Regions from separate parts of the Pan troglodytes genome. Here regions 1, 2 and 3 are each linked to region 4. The links are chromatin contacts, called in public Hi-C maps. All regions are on one chromosome and are shown on one strand. Each heading gives the region's core, a stretch centred on a gene start, on an enhancer-like site or on the middle of the called end of the contact. The rest is flanking DNA. Distances are from core to core; before and after follow the strand shown.

Region 1 (5,103 bases), core at 1,172-3,671, 260 kb before region 4:
GCCAACTTGTAATGGGGGAGCAAACACGGCCCCTGGCCTGAATGCAGGCAGCAAAGTCCATTTCCAGGCAGCGTCGACCTCAGGGAAGCTTCTAAGCCCAGTTGCTGGCTGTGTGGTTGGCGCCGAAAGCTGGGGTGCGCTGTGTTCTCAGGGGTGTCGGCACTGCTGCAGGCACACCTGGGACCTGCTCTTGAAGCCACCCCACAAGGAGCAAGGCAGCCCACGGATGCCCAAAGTGCAGCTCGGAACAGAGCCAGCAGGCTCGACTCCAGGCATGCTGTTTGATCTGCAAAAAGTGGAGAAGGAGCAGGCACGGAGCGGGTAGAGAGGGAGGGAGATTTTTTTCTCTTTTATGGCAGAAACCTGAAAGTGTTTAGAAGCCAGTGGGAAGGGTCCTGTTGAGAGGGAGGTGTTGGCTGGCAGGGGAGGGGGAGCGAAGGTGTGAGTTCCTGGAGAAGACAGCGCACCAGCTTCGTGCACAGACCACGACAGGCCCTCCTGCTGCTGGGCGCCCACACTGTCGCCCACGGCCCTCCTGCAGGTGCCTTGGAGCGGGTCCCTGGCAGTGGGCAGGGCTGGCCCGCCCCTGCAGAGTGAAGGATAGCCCGGGTTTGGGAACCATGTGTGAGGGCTGGAGATGTCTCTGGGGCCTGTGATCTGCTCCGGGTTGGGTTGGGCTGGGCTGTAGTTGAGGGGCTTTGGGGGACACTGTGGTCCTCACAAGCTCAAACTAATGTCCACCATGCAGGGTGGTGGCCCTCCCTCTGGAGCTGCTCAGACATTCACATGTGTGTGCACATAGCCAGGCACATACAGGCATACGCACACATGTGCAAAAATGTACATATTCATGCATGCATATATATAGACACAGACCCGGGCACACAGGCACACACATGCACAAATGCATCACATGCAGAGAGACCCAGGGGCATGTGCACACACAAAATGCACATGTATGCATATGTATGCATGCACACACACACATACCCAGAGCTGCACATGCAGGCACACACACACATATGCCCACATGTACACTTGTTTGTGTGAAGCACAGACATCCACACGCAGGCATATGTATGCATGCACACACACCTACATGTGCAGACCCTCTAGCCTGAGAAGCCCAGGTCTTCCAGACAGATGGTTGTGTGAGTTTCTCTCTCCCAGGACCAGGCAGACGCAGCATAGAAGCCCTGATCCGTCTGTTCCTAACCCAGCAAGTGACACACAATAGCCTCTCTGTGTGGCCCTGAGTGGAGATGAGATTCAAAAAGAAAAAAGCAGCTTTCAACTTCCTCTACGTGAAAGGTCATCGCCCCCTCCCCACGTGGGGGTGTCAGGCGATGAGGGAGCCTGGGAGCCCAAGCAGGCTCTCGACAGACAACTGTCTCTCGCATGTGATGGTGCCGCTGTCTTTCTCACCAGCAGCACGACGCTGCAGGCTCTAGGGGCTCTGGGTAGAGACAGACGGCCTGTGCCCTTTACATCCTTCCAGCCAAGCCCACTGCTGTACTCCAGATGCGGGCCTTGTTTGCCCTCCCCGCGTATCTCTGAGGTCCCCACGAATTGCTGTGTGGCATGAATATGAGATCCCTGCCATGGTATCCAAAAGGCAAGCCTCTACTTACAGGAGGGATGAAGGCCCTGAGGGGTGGTGGGTGTCCCATCCCCCTGAGAGTTGGGGGTGCAGAGGGCCCCTCTGCACCTGACCTGCCACCTGGTGGTCACTGTGGTGAGAAAAGGGTCCTGGGACTCCAGGCCTGGGGTTTTGGGGTGAAGATGTCTTGTCTAGAGGCACCAGCTGCCCACAGCCCTGCAGCCACCCTGGCCGAGAGCAGATGATCCAGCGAGTCCTCAGGGGAACATTATCCTCTTTGCAAAATAACTGTGGAATTAGAGCTTGATGTGGGCTTAGCGGGTGCCCTGCAGTGTCTCAGTTCATTCCTACCCAGCAAAGTGGCTGACGTGAGAGCGGGGTCTGCACCGACAGCAGGATCTCCCTGTTCACCTGCTCCCGAGACCACCAGGGAGCCATGCTGTGGCTGTGGCTGAGGCTGAGGGTGGGGCAAGAACCAAATGCACGGAAACCTGCATCATCCGTCCAGCACTGGATCCCAGGGTCTCTCTAGACATTTTAAAAGATCTTTAAAAACAGGGAAGAAAGAAACCAACCCCCTTGGGGCGGTGGCTCCCTTAAACTTTCAGCGACTGCCATGTGAACAGAGCTTTCGGTGGCTCCAAAGAACACAGGCTTATATTCCTTTGCTTTTCTTGAGGTTCCTATGCCGGAAAGATGCAGGTGTTGCCTGCCCTCTTGCCCTGTGAGGCTGTTCCCTCAGCCGCCAGCCCAGGACTGGGCGTCCGGCTGTTCTGTCCACGCTGCAGCCCTGCTGTCCGCTAGATGGCGCTGCGTCATGCCCGTGGCGGGCCTGTCTGGAGCCCAGGAAGGCCTGGCGGAGTTCCAGGACGGTCTCTGGAGACCCAGGCGTCAGCACAGTGACGGGGACGAGTCCCCTCCCTGGAGGGTGTGAGATCCCCTCATTGCCGGGCTCTGGGCACCCAGAGCACAGTTTTTGTTCACTCACTGCTGGAGAAGCATAGCCTGCCTGGGAAATGCCCCCTCCCCTCTGTGGAGCCGGGAGGTATGCATGCAGGCATGTGTGTGTGTACATGTGTGTGCACACGCCTGTGCCTGTGTGTGCCTTGTGCATTCTGTGCAAGGATGTGTGTGCATGCGCGTGCATGCATGCACACACCTGCACACACTCCTGTGGCCGCGTGCTCTTGTGCATATGTGGGGGTTCTGTGTGTGTGTCTGGGGACAGGGAGGTGTAGGAGGCAGCTCCCTCTAGCCCATTGGAGGCTAGCCCTGTGTATGCGCTGGACTCCAAGATGACAAAGACCTGCCCAGGTCTCAGCCTCAGCCTGTAACTGCTCTGAGCCTCCATTTACTCATCTGTAAAATTGAGATGCCTCAGTTACCTCCCAGGTGTGATGAGGCCCCACCGAGACCATGGGGCGAGAGGGCCCTCCCCGCAGGCATGATGCAAAGTGACATCAATACACACCTGTGTTGTGGTCACGCACCTCCAGCAGCGGCCACAGGAAGGACACTGAGGTCTGCCCTGGGCTGAGGCCCATGGCATCCTGTTCATCATGGGGGTGCCACGGAGTCCCCCATCCCACAGGGGAGGAGACACAAGCTGAGAGGCAAAGCCACAAGCCTGACTCTGAGCCCAGGCTGTCGTCCCAGGCCGTGGTGCCCACACTGCCACTCAGCCCTGGCTGGAGATGCAGTGCTGAGGTGGGCAGGTGGCTCCACCAGCCCCATGAGGCTTCGTGGGACCTGGTGGAGGGTGGCACTGGCCTTGGAGAAGGCTTGAGCCCAGCCTCTCTGTGCTGGCAGCTGGGAATGCTGAGAGGCAGGAGGAAGCTGGGGGGCACTTCCTGAGCCCCCACTGCATGGGGACAAAACCCAGGGACCCCTCCCCAGGCAGAGACCCCACCGGGCTCGGTCACCAGACTTCTGGCTGTCAGCTGGCACAGAGGCCCAGCAGGGACAACCCCAGAGGAGGGGAATGTGTCATTGGGAGCCTGGGCAGCCATCAACTAGTCCTGGCCTAAACGTGGAGCGCCTGGTGCCCGGCCCTTTGGCAGGGCCTTCCTTGGGGACGGAGATGACTGCTGGTGCCTGGACCCAGGAAGCTCCCCCATCTCCCCAGGCCACCAGAGGCCCCGAGTCACTCCCGGGTGAAAACACAAATCCAGGCTGGGGCAGCTGACAGGTGGTTCCCAGGGAGGAACTGAGGGGCTGAGGGGCAGGAGAGGTGGGAGCTGGACACAGTGACTTCTGGGGCATCAGGCCTCGGCCATCTCCGAAGGAGGGCTCCCGGGAGGTGCACGTGGACAAGATTTCTGGATGAGATCAGGCTGCTTACCCGTCTGCCAAGGCCCTGCAGCTTGGGTGTCTTTGCGAACCTGTCAGTAATTGGGGTTGTGTCCAACAGCCTGTGCCAGGCTCCTTGGCAGGGCAGTCCTTGCAGCAGTCCTTGAAGGTCACCTTGAGAGCCAAGGCTGGGCAAGGCGATGGATCCATCAGGTGCAGGGGGAATGGTGTCTGGGGCCCACAAAGGTCACGATGTGGCCCCGCAGGTGCCAATGAGGGAGCCAGGGTCCAGCCACCTGTGCTTGCCAGCTGGGTGCCCTGGTACCAGGGGACGAGCTCCTTCTTGGTTTGCACAAAGGCTGGTGGGCCCTGTCCAGGGGCTGCTGCCCAACAGTGTGCTCTCGGATCCCTAGGACACAGGGGCCCCAGCCGCATGCTGTGCTCAGCCCCATCGGACACTGGGCGCCTCCTTCTATGGAACCAGAGCTCCCGAGGGGATGCTAGAAAAGTGTGGAGCTCTTTTCCTGGGCGCTGAGCCCCCTGTCCATGGTAGGAAAGAGGACAGTATTAGTGATGGGGATGCAGGGAAACCTGTGGCTTCAGAGCATCAGCTTGGAGTTCCTGACTTAGTCATGAGACAGCCTCACCTGGGGAGAACTTTCTTCCCATTTTACAGGGGAGTAAATAGAGGCTGCTGTGGCGCCCTGCCCGGGAGCCCTGGCTGCTTCGAGGCTGAGGAAAGCAGGGAGGTGAGCAGCTCGGGGCCTGCCCTGCAGGTGCACCCGGACCCTGGGTGGGCCCTGCCACCCCGCACACCTTCCCCAGAGCCCTCTGAGCCTTGGCCGGTGGGCGGATGGAGAAGGTTCTGAGGGGAGGAGTCTGGAAAGAGGGAGGGGCTTTGCGAGGGACCACAGGGGAAGTGGGGCCGAGCCTCTGCTGTCCTCAGCCTCTGCTGTCCTCAGCTGGGTCTCCCACCAGGTCCCTTCCACCCGCTGTGGCCTTGGTGTCCTTCTTGCTTGGGCCCCATGGGTCAGCTGTGGGTGCCTGGACACCCATAAGTGGCCATCCTGCCTGGGTCCCTGGACCTCTTGCCACCTCTCCCATCCCCACACACCTGCCACCATGCCAGCAGCCACTTTCTAGAGCCTTCTGTAGCAAATGAGTTCCTTCATCTCAAATTAGGTGCAGGGGGAATGGTGAGGCTTTCTATAAAA
Region 2 (4,775 bases), core at 1,557-4,056, 420 kb after region 4:
TCCATTTCCGAAAGCCACAGACATCTCTTAGGACGGCAGCAGAGGCTTCTGACCAACAGAGACGGTGACCACAGTGGACCACCAGCGGGTCCCGGCCCGAGGAGCCTCCTCCAACAGCAGTCACAGTGGCTCCACAGGAGGAGTGCCCTGGTGGGCACGGGGGTTGGTCCGCCCTCCTGCTCACCTCAAACACCTCCTCATCCAGGATCCGGGTGCCAAACACGATGATGCCATTGATGTCGATCATGGGGTGGTCGCTGCGGTCGAGGAATTTGGTGGTCTTCTTTTTACAGTCGAGGATCAAGGTGACATTTTTCTTGTGGACGCTGAGAGCAATTCTGTGCCACCTGCAAAGAAACAGATGGTGAAGACAGGGCTGGGATCACAGATGCCAGCTCAAGCGATTTTGCTGCAAATTCCTCGAGACACAGGAAGAAGGCCCACTTCCTGCACGATCATGGTGGGGCGGAGCAGATCAAGGCCCAGCCTCTGGAATCAGACAAGTTAGGGCAACACCCCGTGCCATGAGATCTACTCATTCCCCAGAATCCTCGTCCCTCAGACAAGGATGGCTGTCTGAACCCTGGAAGCCCAGCCGGGAGCCCAAGTGAAAGGGGGAAGGGGGAGCACACAGCACTCGGCACTGGCTCGGGACCCAGGTGTGTGGTCCCTGGGAGCGTGGTCCCTGCGGTGCGGTCACAGCCATCGGGAGAATGGCAGGGCGGCGGCCGTTGTATTTTGCTGTGTGCATGAGAGCACTCGTCACGTGCCCTCTGAACCCCAATGGCAAACTGCAGGCAGCCAGAGAAGACCGGATGTGGACGGGAAATGGTGGAAGGAGTGGATCTGTCTGAAAGTCTTGGCGAAGAATTCAGAAATCATGTATTGAAGACGTTCGGAGATTATCAGGGCATGACCTCACACGTGCTGACCACGAAAGAGGAGACTGACAACCCCTGGTGTTGAGGTCTGCACCCAACAGAGCATGCTGGCACGACCCGCTTTTTCTCATGCTCACTCCCACTCCTAACACACCTGTGTCCTTGAAGGATACCTGAAATCCTTTCTGGGAAAGGTTGGGTATAACCTCACAATTTCCTGTGTCCCTTCTGACACAAACAGGCGGGAATTTGATGTGCTTTAGTGCACTTTACAAAGGGGTAATGGAGGGCCAGGGAGGAGAAGTGACTCCCCAGAGCCACAGAGGATGAATCAAGACCATAACCCAGGTTTTAGGACTCCGAGCCCAGCACCCTCTCCTCTGCTGCGGCGTCTGTGGGAGTCTCAGTACCGGCTGCTGCACGTCCTCTACTGTGCCCCACATCTGGTCAGTGGTATGAGCTGGTCTGATCCCCCCTCCAGCAGGGGGACAGTTGCCCAGAAGTGCCCACTTACTTGCCATCTGACAGGTTGATGCCCCGGAAGAGGGGGTAGTCTTCCGGGCCAGGCTTCCCCGTGTGGTCCTCGTAGAGGAAGACGGGAGAGCGGCCCAGCTCCAGCCCAATCTGCTGGATACCCTGCTCGTTGTAGATGGAGACCAGGAAGGCCTGGCTGCCTTTCTTGGCTTTCACAGTTGTTAGGATGGAGAAGTCCTCGGGAAATGCAGATGCTGGAACAGAGCACAGAAGTGAGAAGGCAGTCGGGGAGCCCCCCCAACCACACCCAGCCATGGCTCTCTGCAAACAAGCCAGCCCGGGACCCTGGGAAGCTGTGCTGCCCGTCGTGGGGCACTGCCATCTGCTGCACATCTGCCCCTTGATCAAACTGCTCCTGCAGCCCTTCCCTGCTCCCACTTGGCCAAACCTGCCCACTTCAAGACTCAGTGCAAATGCAAACTCCTCCATGAAACACAACTGGTCCTTCCAGTTGGGAGCCCTCAACACCCTGTCCTCAGCTCCTGCGCCTAACACATCTGTGTGTTGACCCTCAGGAGAACCTCTCGGGCTGTGAGCTGCCTCTGGAGGGAGGCTGCTTCTGAGGCGTCTTAGTACGCTCCATGGGGTCACACCACTTAGCATGCAAGGAAGGGAGGGAGGGAGGGAGGGAGACGGAGGGAGGAAGCAGAGAGAGGAAGGGAGAAGGGAAGCAACAGCCTCGAACCGCCACTAGAATTGTACTTTGTGACATTTACAGGTTGATATGCAAAACAGAGAAAAAGTGGAAATTCATCAAAAGAATTTAATCCAAATTTAAAATTAGAAAAAAAATATATCCCTAGTATGTTAACGGGAGGAATTACCTCTTACAACACACGCCAGGAGCAATTTGAGGTCATTAAAAGGCAGACCCAGGCTGGCCCAGCCACAAGCACCTAAGCCCACTCCACATATCTGCCCCTCATCCGTGGGCATGACCGGGAGCCCCAGCCCCTCCTGTCCATCGATCCTGGTGGCAAAGGCAGCGATGCTCTCACCCTGGGCCACCTGCAGTTCTGCCAAGATCCTGGGGCTGATGGAGGGCCTGCGGCTAATTGATGCCGGTGGGCCAGCCAAAAGTGCTGGGCCTAAGGCTGTGGGCTGCTCAGAACCGGCCAGAAGGAGCGGTGTTCCAGCAGGATGTCAACAGGGACATGCCAAGGAAGGGGGGCCCAGGACCTGCTGCTGGAGCCGCCCCACAAGCAGCACCGCTACGGAGGGCTGGGATCCGGCGGGTGGGCTTGAGCCATCGTGAATCCATTACCAGGCCCACCCCTTCTTTAGAAGTGGGAACAAAGGCTAACCAGGTGGCCCAGAGGCCCCTGACCCCATGGGGCAGCAGAGTCTGGATCTGCGGCAGCAGCGCCTGCACGGCGGCTATCCATGAGCACCCTCTGCTGGCGAAATCGTGGCAAGGCAGGCAGCAGCGTCACCGCCTCTGCCCCTGGTCACTCCAGCACAGCTGCAGATACCACACTGGGAGGAAGGGGATGCTGAAGGCCCCCTCGTCCCACAGCATCCTGAGGCTTCCAAGGGGGAGGAGAATGCTGCCTGTCACAGCCTCTGCATCCTCTGTAAGGTGCTGCAGGGAGATCTCCTGAGGGTCTGCAAAATGAGGGGCCACTACTCCAGGCAAACCCTCCAAGGCCCCCACAGGCCAACCCAGAGCCTGCGTGAGCGCTGGAAGCTGCCACAGCAGCAGGCTTATCCTGCAGTCACGAATCTCTCACTAAGGCACTGACAGGGAACAGGGCTGCCCAGCTGTGGCCAGGCACCCTGTGTTGACCAGCTCCAAGCCATGACTCAGCTGTTCCCACAGGAGACTGGGCCCCAGGTGGGCCTGGCCAAGGCACCTGCCCCCAAAGCTGGGGACAGCCCCAGGTGGGGGTGATGACAGTTAGTGTGGCCATCTGAGAAAGGCAGGTTTCACAGAGGAACTGGCTCAGGACTCCCATGTCTAGACACAAGCCATCAGCTTTGTTTTTTTGGGTTTTTTTGTGGGGTTTTTTTGAGATAGAGTCTCGTTCTGTCACCCAGGTTGGAGTGCAGTGGTGAGATCTTGGCTCACTGCAACCTCCACCTCCCAGGTTCAAGTAATTCTCTTGCCTCAGCCTCCCAAGTAGCTGGGACTACAGGTCCACGCCACCACGCCTGATTAATTTTTGTATTTTTGGTAGAGATGGGGTTTCACCATGTTGGTCAGGCTGGTCTCGAACTCCTGACCTCAGGTGATCTGCCCGCCTTGGCCTCCCAAACTGCTGCGATCATGGCTTTGCATCATCCTTCCACATGAGGGGATGTGGGCGGGGGACTCTGGAGATGACAGCCTTAGCTGGTCCCACCTATGGCAAGGGAGTGGGACCTGCCATGCCCACCCACCGTAGGGACCCCATATGGCAAGGCTGCCAGCAGGACCATGGCAGCCCCACATGGTCCCTGGGAGTGCATGGGGCACTGAGGGCCAGGTGGGGTCTCACCTGAAGCACTCAGGTCCCTGTCCACACCGAGGGCAGATGGCGCAGTCACCATCCGAGTCCACTCCCTCACTCTCATTGCAAAGGGCCACCTGGCTCCCGTCCCCACCCCACCGCCACCCTGAGTGCCAGAGTCATTCTTCCATCTTAAAAGATCAAAGAACGAGTTGCGCACACTCATGTCTCCGGCACAAGGCACCTCTAGGCCCACGAACCCCCATCTCCTGCAGCTCATTAAAATGCCGTTTCTCAAGTTTTGAAATCTCTATGGTAACAAATTTTCTCAGCTCAGATAAAACCCGAAAGGATAAATTATGTTTAACATTAATCTCTCTCCTGGCAAAATAACAATGGATTTATTGTCACTGTGAGATGGCCCATTCAAGTCATGACATGAGCTGGGACGCTGACACTTTATAATCTACGCTGTCCGGGCACTCTGGGAGGAGGGAGTCGGCTGTCAAACACTTCATGTTTCATTTCTCCAAGAAAAGTCACAGTTGAGGGGTGGGCTCTGGACTCCCTCAGAGCTTTTCATTTTTTTTTTTTTTTAAGACAGAGTCTCACTCTGTTGCCCAGGCTGGAGTGCAGTGGCGTGATCTCGGCTCACTGCAAGCTCCGCCTCCCAGGTTCACGCCATCCTCCTGCCTCAGCCTCCCGAGTAGCTGGGACTACAGGCGCCCGCCACCACGCCCGGCTAATTTTTTTGTATTTTTAGTAGGGATGGGGTTTCACCGTGTTAGCCAGGATGGTCTCAATCTCCTGACCTCGTGATCCGCCCGCCTCGGTCTCCCAAAGTGCTGGGATTACAGACATGAGCCACCGCACCCGGCCTGATTTTATTTTTTAAATAATGAGCACATATTTCCTGTGAGATTTAACAATT
Region 3 (5,210 bases), core at 2,547-5,046, 400 kb before region 4:
GTGAAACTCCATCTCTACTAAAAAAACACAAAAATTAGCCGGGCATGGTGGCGCATGCCTGTAATCCCAGCTACTTGGGAGGCTGAGGCAGGAGAATTGCTCGAACCCAGGAGGTAGAGTTTGCAGTGAGCTGAGATCGCGCCACTGCACTCCAGTCTGGGTGACAGAATGAGACTCCACCTCAAAAAAAAAAAAAAAAAAGAAAGAAAAAGAAACAAAAGGTGAGCCTGGCCACCTACACACAGGTGAGCCCAAAAGGGGTAACCAGCAATTAACCAGGGGGTGAGACAGATTCAGAAGTCAGTCATTTGCTAGCACCAATTTGTGCCCTACAAGGGAAACTAAAATACAAGAATTACTTGAAATTACTTGAAATTCTGTGAGTCCAGGTTGACTGTGATGAAATGGCAGCCAGTGTTCCCACACGGCCCAGAGATCAGGTCCTCATCACTCCACTTACACACCGAGGCATTCTCTCTCCGCTTTTTCAATACACTTTTGACTACCAGAATCAAAGAGAATCAGAGGCATCTAATTACAGGCTGAAGCTACAGTTCATAAATTTTTTTTTTTTTTGGAAAGAAATATCATTAACTTAAGGGCTCAAAATTAACTTTTGAAGGAACGTACTCTAAGACATTTAACCACAAGTACAAATATATTTAACTTAATGTATTAAGACAAATACATTTAACCACAAGTAATGTATAGCTATCCTGGACAGCAGATCTGATGCTGGCTGAAGTGATGGGGATGGGGCACATATGTGACGTTATCTGCTAGTTCTCAAATTCTGGCCACCCACTGCAGCCCATGACATCCCCCATAAAGTCACCTTCTGGAGAGATCCCCCACTGACACAGAGCACTGGGGGACCAACAATGCGAGAGGGGCTCTTTCACTGGCTAGCAGACCACGCCTGCCTTACTGTAGGTGTTATTCAAATTGCCTCTGCAAAATGACATAAATCACAAAACATTTGCATTAGCCTTGGGCTGAGGAGAGTCTAAATTAAGACTATTGACTCCTTAAACAGCAATACTACCTTAAGAATACTACCTTAAATACTACCTTAAGAAAACCGGCCCAAGTCAGTGTCTTTACACTAGATGACAAGGTCGGGGAGGGGAGTTTTCCTGGGGAAATAGTCTGTTCTCCACTAGCCACGTTTACAGCTTCTGATTGATTGCAGAGAAGGCCTGGACACCCAGTGAACAGTTTTCTAAGTTGTCAAATCACCTAGTTCAAGAATGGTATTAAAAAATCTGGCCAGGTGCAGTGGCTGACGCCTGTAATCCCAGCACTTTGGGAGGCTGAGGCAGGTGGATCACCTGAGGTCAGGAGTTTGAGACCAGCCTGGCCAATATGGTGAAACCCCTCCTCTGCTAAAAATACAAAAATTAGCCGGGCGTGGTGGCGTGTGCCTGTAATCCCAGCTACTGGGGAGGCTGAGACAGGAGAATTGCTTGAACCCGGGAGGCAGAGGTTGCAGTGAGCCGAGATCGCGCCACTGCACTCCAGCCTAGGAGACAGAACGAGACTCCATCTCAGAAAGAAAAAAAAAAAAAAAAAAAAATCGAGGGGGGTCGTCTCCCCAGGACAGCTTGTGGCTTTAAAACATTATGCGAGTTGAATCATTCTTGAAAAGCCCCCTGGGTCGGGGATAGTGGCTCACACCTGTAATCCCAGCACTCTGGGAGGTGGAGGCAGGTGGATCACTTGAGGCCAGGAGTTCGAGACCAGCCTGGCCAACATGGCGAAACCCCATCTCTACTAAAAACACATAAATTAGCTGGGCGTGGGAGCCCACGTCTGTAGTTCCAGCTACTCCAGGGGCTGAGGCACGAGAATCGCTTGAACCAGGGAGGCGGAGATTACAGTGAGCCGAGATCAGCCATTGCACTCCAGCGGCTCTAAAAAAAAAAAAAACAACAACAACAAGAAAAGCCCCCTAATCAGTCCTTAGAGATAGGTGTGGGCCCAAGCCAGAGGTGCAGGCTTTGTCAAATTGCTGCCTCAGGATACGGTCTTGAGGGTGGCTGTGGGGACACCCAGCACCTGCACCCCAAGGCCACACGGTGTCAGATTTTAGGAAGCGGTGGAGAACACTCGGGTACCTTCTCGGTCCATACATCAACCTTCTGGAGAGAACCAACGCACCCACACTGGGCCCTCGCCATCCTAACAGTCTGCCCACCTGTGAGAAACGCCCCCAAATACTCTACATTTCTCGGTTGGCCGAAAAGCAGCTCAGCCAGCGGTCTTACCTCCCAGGTGGGGTTTTCCCCCAGGGTAGGGAGGCCAGGGTCTGCAGGCCAGGGAGAGGAGCCCCGGTGCAGGAGCGGGCGGGGCAGCAGGAGGACCCGCTCCAGCCACCCAGAAGTGGGCGTGGGCTAGAATTCAGCTCCCAGCCTTCCAGAAGCTGCAATTTTACAACCTCACTACAAGCGTCCCCCAGCAAAGCTGCACCGCCATTTCCTGTGCTTGGGAACTGAAGGCAAGGTGAGCCCCTCCCGGCTGCCCCTGCCCGACCTCCCCCGACTCCCAAGCTTGGGCTACTCACGGCCTGCGGGCTGGGCAGGGTCCCCCACGGGAGCTCCCCTCCCCGAGGGCGCGCTCACCCTAGCCGCTCGGATCGGCGACCTGGTCCTCGGCCCGGCGGGAGCGAAAGCCTCCCCAGGGAAGAGGCCGGGCCTCCAAGCAGGTCTGCACCCCCGGAGTTATGTTTCTGGGATCCGAGGACTAGCGAGCTTGGGGCCCGGGAGAGCGGCCACCCTCCCGGAAGCTCCGCCTGGCGCAGGGCGTGAACCGCAGTCTCCAGGCCGGCCGGGCCGCGGCCATTCTCGGAGGGCAGCGGCCGCCCCGGGCCGGGCCCAAGCTCCCCACCGCGGGCCCTCACCTGCGCCTCACCTGGGGCTCCAGGAGCGCGGGGCGCGCGGACCGAGAGTCGCACGGAGGCCAGAGACAGGATCCCCGCCCGGGGAACGGAGCAGCCCCGGCGCCGATCCCCGTCCGCCTGCCTCGGGGAGCCCCCGCCGCCCGCCCGCCGCGGCCTGCACGGCGCGCCGGCCCCGGCCTGGCTGGCCCTCCTGTCCCCGACCCCCCAGCTTCCCAGCCCCCGAGCCCCCCGGCCCCGGCCCTGCACCCGCTCACCTCCGCCCGTCCCCCGCCGCCCGCCGCGCGGACCCCACCTGCGCCCGCGTCCCACGTCCCGGGGAAGGCGGCGGGCCGGGGGCGGGCCGGAGGCTGCAGGGCCAGCGCGCTCCGCCCTCGGCCGGGGCGCGGGGAGGGGGCGCAGGGGCGTCCGGCCGGGCCCCCCGCCTCCCCGCCTCCCCGCGCGCCGCCGCTGCCGCCGCCCCGCGCCCGGGCCGCGCCGTGGGAAGCGCGGGAGGGGCGGGGCGGGGGGCGGGGCGACCCCCCCAAGCCGCCCCCTCCCCGCGACCTACCGGACGGTGGCGGCGGCGGCCGCACTCCGGAAGCCGTGCCCGTGGCTGGGCATCATGGGAATGGCACGGCCGAGTTCCGGGGGAGGCGCGCGGCCCGGCCGGACCCCCGCCCGCGAGAGCGCGCCCACCTGCCGCCGCGCCCGCGCCCCGGGGACGCCCCCGCCCCGCCCCGCCCGGTTCGGACGCGGCCCCCTCGGCGGGGTGCGGGGCGAAGGCGCTTGGGCCGGGCCGAGCCCCGTGCTGCCCGCCTCCCGTACCGCGGCCACCTCCGGGGGGCGCGCAGGGGGCGCGGGGTCGCCGGGAAGTTCTGGGCGCGGGGGGCGTGGCCGTGGGAAAGCGCTCGGAGCCGCGGGGAGGGAGCGTGCGGGGCCCCGGCGCCAACCGAGTTCCTCCCCGAAGTTCACGCGGGGCTCCGGGCTGAGACCGGCCTGCCCGCCCCTCCAGCCCCACAGCCTTGGGCCGGGGTCGGGGGCGGCCCCCGCGTGTCCCCGCGGCTGCCCCACCCGAGCTTGCGGCGGGGAGTGGACGCACGACCTGCCCGGGGTGGCGGCTCCTCAAGCACACCTGCCGCCAGGTTCGGGGGAGGGAACAGTTTCTAGGAACTGCCCCGGACCTTGAGGCCGCTGCTGTTTCTGCTTCTGCTGTGCACTGACCATGTGACCTTGAAAGTCTTCCCAGTTTTGTTTTATAAAAGGTCCAGGGTGTGTGCCCGAGGCTGGCGGTGGCCCGGGTGTGCTCAGCATCCCCGGGCGGCGGGGAACGGGCAGACCCGACTGGATCCTCCCTCAGCGCCCACTCGTGGAAGGGGCAGATGGTGCGCAGGGGCACCGCGCTGCTTCTGTGAGCCCCCTGGGCCCTGATCCACACGTGTCTGGGAGATGAATTTGTGGGTTCGGTTCCTGTCTAGAAAGTGTCAGAGATTTGATAGGATCAAAATCAGAGACTTGCCTTGGAGGGGTGCTTCTAGTCATGCCAGCCTGGGAAGCTGGAGGGCCAGTTTTGGGTCAGGAAACCCATTAAAGAATTGTTTTAATGCCTTCGTGAATTTTTTCAAAAAGCAATGTTTTTTTCTCATGAAATAATACTCTTTCATTACCAAACTTTGGGGAGATGATCTAATTAATAAGGTGACTTCCCAGAGACATGGGCTGTTAAGGTTTTGGCATGCTGCTTCACAGTTTTTAAAACAGTGCTGTGGTGAACAGCTTTCATGATGCCTCCTTAGAGCGGCTCTGAGCATTTCCTGCGGGCAAATCCCTAGAAGAGGCCGGCGGGCCAAAGACTATGCTGCATTTTGCCAAAATGCCCTCCAGAAATGCGGGGCCAGCCTGCCGTCCACCCGCTGGTGAGCGGGCATGCCCGCTTGCCTGTCCTCTTGCCAGCCCTGAGATAGGTCATTGCGTGATGTCTTTGGCAGTCTGATAGGCGAAACACCCCTTTTCATCACTTGAATCCTAATTTCTTTGACTGCTGGTGATGTTGAACATCTTTTCATTTTATTATTGGCCATTTGGAATATTGCCTGTCTGTGTTCTTTGCCCATTTTTTATTTTTCTGTTGGGCTGTGTGTCTTTTTCTTAGGGATTCTAAGAGCTTGTTACCGTAAGGAATTTAGCTCTTCTCTGTGCCGTATGCTGCTCTGTACAAGAGCGTAAATGCAATGTATGGTCGGGCGCGGCGGCTCACGCCTGTAATCCCAGCACTTTGGGAGGCCAAGTTGGGCAGATCACCTGAAGTCAGGAGTTTGAGACCAGCCTGGCTAAC
Region 4 (5,097 bases), core at 2,598-5,097:
TGTGTGACTGTGTGTGTGACTATGTGTGAATGTGTGTGACTGTGTGAGTGTGTGTGTGACTGTGAGTGTGTATGTGTGAGTGTGTGTGTGTGTGTGGTGTGACCCCACTCCCTCAGGGTGGGAAAGTTCCCTGCCCATAGGCACTACATGCAAATGCCCCTTTCTTCTGGGGAATCAATGGGTGGAACAGAAGGGCCCACCATTCCTCCTTGTTCCCTTGGTAACTCTCCTATGGGGCCCCCAGAACCCAGGTTAACCACAGAATCCGGGGTCCTTGGGTGGAATGTGCCAAAAGGCTGGTGGGCTGTGCCCATTGGGAGAAGGCCCCCTGACTAAAGTGGGGAGTGGAGGAGACTGAACCAGGTGATGAGCTCGGCCATGTGGGTCCGAGTGCCCACTTCCCTACTAACAGCTGTTTGGCTTGGGACAAATAAGTCCACCCCTTGGGAGCCAAATTTCCTTTTCTTGAACTGGAGTGAAAAATCCCACCAACTTCACATGGTTCTTGTGAAGATTAAGTGAAATAACGGATTCAAAATATGTTATGCAAACGACATATGCAAACCTGCTGTTCCCATGTGGTTCTGAAGGTGACAGCATGGCCTGCTTTAGCCCCAGGAAGGCATTCATGGTGATGAGCACCTGTCCAGCCACTGGCCAGGTACAACCATTCAAGGGCAGAAAAAAGATCTCATCTCGTAAAATCCAAATGGCCATGCATTCCTGGGCCCACGGGCGCTCTCCAAGGTAGCTGCTGGGTGACAGCCCCAGCCCTGTGCACACAGATTATGACATCACTCAGAGACAAGCCTTGTGTCCCGTCTCACCATGCCCATGTGACTTCTCAGTGGAGCCTGCGGTGACAGGGGGCAGGTCTAGTCCTCTCTTCCTGGGCCACCCTTGGAAGTCTCAATCCACCTGTCTGTCCACCCACCCATTCACCCATCCATCCATCCATCCACCCACCCATCCACCCATCCATCCATCCACCCTTTCACTCATTCACAAATATTTTGAGTGGAGACAAGCCAGGAAAGAGTCGAAATGGGGCCTGCAAGCTAGCCAAGCCTTGGTGCTGGCGTGAGCACACAGGCATGTACACACACACACACACAAACACACACACACACACACAAACTCACACACACTCTGCGCAGACTCACCTTCTCCAGTAGCTGCCTCAGCTGTTTTGTGCGGGCATCCCGTGAACACATGGTCTGCTGTGGGGCGACCACTGTGCAGATACACCTGCCCTCGCTGTCCTGGGCAGAGCTGTACACCTGCCAGCTCTCCTCAGGGTTGGTGGGCAGCACCTGGAGAGGGGCGGGGTGGGAAGGGAGAGGGAAGGAGAGAAAGGGAGACCATGAGGTTGTGTATCAGAGCCAACAACCAGGGGAAACTGTCCACATCCACCCCCAAGGAAAAGACGGGAGGAAATGGTCCCAAGACATGTTTGACCCAAAGGGAAGAAAGGGTCCCTGGGAACAAAGAGGCACAGGTCTCCTGTTAGGGGGCCCAGGGCTGGAAGGATGTCAAAGAGGCAAGACCCTTTACATTCTTAAAATTTAAGTTCAACTCAAGGGATGTCTGGAGTTTGTCGTCTGGCCAAATTGATCTACTGGGTGGATGGGAGGGGCAACTGGAGGCCACAGGCTGGACTAGGAGCAAGGCAGGAAAGCAAACGCTGGGTGGCTTGCAGCGGGCACGTATTTCAGAAACAGGATATCCTTCCCGTAAGTCAAGCACCGGTGGCTGGCACCACCAAGCCTCGCCCTGCCGTTCCCTGACACTTGCAGACGAAGCACCCACTGTAACGGCCCCAGATCCAGCAGCCTATTCGCCCAGAGCTGTGATGAACCCCGAGCTACAGCAACCTCCCAGCCGGCAGCGTGGCACAGACTGACCCGAGAAAACACTAGGTTTCCAACTCCTTGTGGGCTCCCCCCACGAGCCATTTGGTGGATGTCGCCAAATTGCTGGTGACATGCTGTGTAGGGGTCACCCCCAACCTCAGTCCTGAGGTTTGCCCAGAGATCACCAAAGAAACCGGAGCTGCCCACGTCTGGTCTAACCTTGCAGCCCAGCCCTGCCAGGTACCGGGGCGGGCACTCCTGAGCCTACACGCTCCATCCTGCTGCTGGCCCTACTGTCTCCGAGCACGCTCCCCTCCGGTGGCATCAGGTCATCTCTCTGCTATTTTTAGCATGAAGATGGGGAGGAGAAGTTGGGCGGGTAGAATCTATAGTAGTCATATCTTTAATCTCATTCATTTCCAATCCCAGAAGATCGGGACCGGCAGGCCGGAACAAAGTCATCATGGAGGAATCGCCCTCCGATTCCTGAAGGAGCAGGGGGGGCGGCCTCAAGAGGGGTCTTAGGAGGGAGCCACACCACGGAGCCCTCTTCGCAGGGCACTAAACCTCTGGCAGCAAAAAGAGAGAGGGAGGGAGACTCACGTCCTTCACCTCTCCTTTCAGCCTAAAGGGCCAGTGGTCTGGGGCGCGCCTTCCCGGCGGCGGCCCCTTCCCCGCGCGGCCCTCCGGGTGGCGGTTTCAGCTCAGCCTCGCTCAGCCATCTAAGTCAGCTCTGCCCAGAAGCAGCCCTGGCCACGGTTCCCCTCCCGCTAGGCTCGAGAGGGAGACGCGATTTCAATTTCAGAGGCCAGGAGGGAGGGGTGCGCGCAGAAGACGAAGGCAAAGGCGAGGGGGTGAGCGCCCAAGGGCAGGCTCCCAGGGGCCCCACCCAAGCCCCTCGGCACCGTCCTCGGAGGGGAAGGAATAAACCCTCCTATGGACTGGGGAGGAAAAGGCGCCTTGGGACTTTGGGAATGCAGGCGCAGGCAGGAGCTCCGGAGCCCACCGGCCGGGGCCCCACTCCCAGCCCGGTCCGGCCAGTCTGGCTTTTACAAACTAGGGCGGGCTCAGAGTCCCCGCTGGACCGAGCCCAGACTAGGGTCTAGCGGCGGCTCCACCCCTCACTCGCTGAGTGTGACCTTGGACAAGTCCCCAAGTCCCCAGCCTTAGTTTCCTAACCTTTTCAATGGGGGGCTCATGATTACTGACCCAGGACTCCAAGCCTCCGAGAACCCACCAAGCTCCCCCGGCCCCGCGGCGAGGGGCCCAGACGAAGGAAACGCCGCCCCAGGGGCGCGCGGGCGGAGATGGAGTGGCCCAGGCTGGGGGAGCGGGGAGCAGGGTCGCCACCGCTGCGTCGGCCCGCGACGCCTGCCCTTGCCCGCCCTGCTCCCCGCCGCCTCCCTGGGCGACTCGGGTCCCGCGCGGCGCCCGCCCAGCCCGGGGCTCCGGACCGAGGAGGGGGAGGAGGAGGAGGAGGAGGAGGAGGAGCCGCGCCAAGGCGGCCGGCGGGCGCACTTACGCCGGTGCTGCGGTCCAGCGTCCCGCCGCCGGCCGCCGAGAGCTTGGTGGTGTTGAGGCCCACCAGCGAGGGCAGCGTCTGGGACATCCAGTTGGTGATCATGGCCATGGTGCTCAGCACGACCCCGATCTTGAGCAGCGGCACCGACATCGCGCCTCGAGCTGCCTCCAGCGCCCGCTCCGAGCTGGCACCGGCTCCCGCGCCCAGGCGGCCTTCAGGCGGCGGGCACCGCGGCGGGCAGGGGCGCCTGGCTGTGTCCCCGCGCCCCCTCGGCCCGCCGCAGCCCGCCCGCCGCCGCCGCCGCCCCGCGCGCCCCGGCCATCGCCGCGCCTTCCCCGGGCGCCAGGGAAGGTGGCCAGGCGGCCTCTGCCCGCCGCGCCCTGCGCCTCGCGCCGCCCGCCCCGCGCCCTGCCTTGCCCGGCTGCGTCCCTCCGGGCTCCTCCGCCGCCACCGGGAAGCGCCGTCCGGCTCTGAGCGCTGCGCGGGCTGCGCGCGGGGGCCGCGGCCGGGAGGCGGGGCTCGGCCGGGCGGGGCCGACGCAATCCGCCCAGGAAATGGGTGGATTTTTCCTCTCGCTCGGCTCCCCGCCGCCCCCTGGCTGCTGGCAGCGAGGTCTGCAAACTCCAGTCCGCCCAGGAGTTGGGATCAGGGTGACATGAGGAGACGGGCACACCACCACCCCCAGATCATAAAATACCCGGCGGCGGCGCGGGGACTCCAGCTGGGGGCACGGCCCGCGGCCCTCCCGTCCCGGGGCTTCTCCCATCCTCACGCCGGGGCATCCCTCTCCGATCCCCGCAGAGGGTCCGCTTTGGGGCAAAGGTTGCCGGCAGAGAGACGGCGCCGTCCTGCCTACTGGAGCCCTTTTCCGCGGTGATTCGAGGGTCCCAGCCAGCCTGGGCCGTCGCCTGAAACCCAGCAGGCAGGGCAGGCTCCGAAAAGCAGCCAGACTCGCGAGGGCCTCCAGCGCCAGGGGGGCGTCGGGGCATCGGTGGAGAGCTAAAGGCGCCCCTGCGATCCCAGGGCAGCCGCGGTGCCCTAAGGCCTTGCTTGGGAGGAAGGGAGCCAACCGGCACTCCTGACACCTGCACAGCAAGGCGGGGGCTGGGGTGGTCCGCCGTGGCCCGCGGTGCGCAGTGAGGGCCCTGGGAGGGCGCACACCCGGCAGGAGCTGCATACGGTCTGGGGCTCAGGCCTGGACCTCAGGAGCTGAAGGGACCACGCCCATGAGCGTGGTGTTGGGGAGGTGGGTGTGTGGGGCGGGGACTGGGGTCTGTGGTGGAGGGGTGTGGGTTGGGGGGTGTCCTCACTGACTCAGGGGTGGCGCTCGAGTCATGGCGCCCAGGCCCAGAGGCAGGGCAAGTGGCGCACGCTGCCCCTCTTCCCGGCCCTCTGCGGCGACCGCAGCAGGACTCACGCGTGTCAGTCCCACCCGAAGCGCAGGCCTGACTGGGTCAAACACGTTAATAGGGCTTTTGCATTTACAGAAGGCTTCTAATCGGAGATGAAAGCCACTTCCTCCGGGGCCTTCCATTAAGCTTTCCCAGCCATTTGGGAAGGAAAGAATCCTCCAGATCACTCACTACACTCTTCTCTGCCTGGGCGAAAATTAATCTCCCTTCCTGGATGGGATTTGAAAGACGGACGCCGGGCCGGAAGGAGCGCGCCTCCCTGGCGCCCGCCTGAGAGGAACAACGCCTTCCTGGGGCTTTTCTCTCTGTG

Evidence for each region. A called contact is a pair of places that touch in the nucleus more often than the background predicts.
Region 1: a contact with region 4 is called in a Hi-C map of induced pluripotent stem cells, with 3 times the contacts expected there. The contact joins the enhancer-like site here to the promoter of OLFM1 in region 4. A contact is called at or near these places in 4 of 7 Hi-C or Micro-C datasets (blood, induced pluripotent stem cells and stem cell-derived neural progenitor cells), 1 of 1 datasets of contacts at active chromatin or transcription factors (stem cell-derived excitatory neurons) and 1 of 1 other capture datasets (stem cell-derived neural stem cells).
Region 2: a Hi-C map of stem cell-derived neural progenitor cells shows a contact between it and region 4, with 2.4 times the contacts expected there. The contact joins the enhancer-like site here to the promoter of OLFM1 in region 4. A contact is called at or near these places in 1 of 7 Hi-C or Micro-C datasets (stem cell-derived neural progenitor cells) and 1 of 1 datasets of contacts at active chromatin or transcription factors (stem cell-derived excitatory neurons).
Region 3: a Hi-C map of stem cell-derived neural progenitor cells shows a contact between it and region 4, with 3 times the contacts expected there. The contact joins the promoter of PPP1R26 here to the promoter of OLFM1 in region 4. A contact is called at or near these places in 2 of 7 Hi-C or Micro-C datasets (induced pluripotent stem cells and stem cell-derived neural progenitor cells).

What each region holds. Positions count from the first base shown.
Region 1 is chr11:3,031,585-3,036,687 of NHGRI_mPanTro3-v2.0_pri, forward strand. No RefSeq gene overlaps it. Among named protein-coding and RNA genes, the nearest start is that of PPP1R26, 140 kb to the left of the region's middle. Within about 2 kb of position 2,422, at least 4 of the 24 cell types and tissues checked have an H3K27ac peak or open chromatin away from gene starts, as enhancers often do. A contact at or near this core is called in induced pluripotent stem cells, where this site is marked.
Region 2 is chr11:3,718,560-3,723,334 of NHGRI_mPanTro3-v2.0_pri, forward strand. COL5A1 (collagen type V alpha 1 chain) reads right to left here. Exons shown (of 66, transcript XM_016962039.4): 3 at 1,396-1,609; 4 at 185-347. Among named protein-coding and RNA genes, the nearest start is that of COL5A1, 59 kb to the right of the region's middle. Within about 2 kb of position 2,807, at least 5 of the 24 cell types and tissues checked have an H3K27ac peak or open chromatin away from gene starts, as enhancers often do. A contact at or near this core is called in stem cell-derived neural progenitor cells, where this site is marked.
Region 3 is chr11:2,892,162-2,897,371 of NHGRI_mPanTro3-v2.0_pri, forward strand. It overlaps PPP1R26 (protein phosphatase 1 regulatory subunit 26), which reads right to left and starts at 3,797. Exons shown (of 3, transcript XM_054658499.2): 1 at 3,447-3,797. LOC112204408 (a long non-coding RNA gene) reads left to right here and starts at 4,158. Exons shown (of 2, transcript XR_002938050.3): 1 at 4,158-5,210.
Region 4 is chr11:3,294,023-3,299,119 of NHGRI_mPanTro3-v2.0_pri, forward strand. It overlaps OLFM1 (olfactomedin 1), which reads right to left and starts at 3,848. Exons shown (of 6, transcript XM_016962045.3): 1 at 3,376-3,848; 2 at 1,164-1,313. The coding sequence starts at 3,525.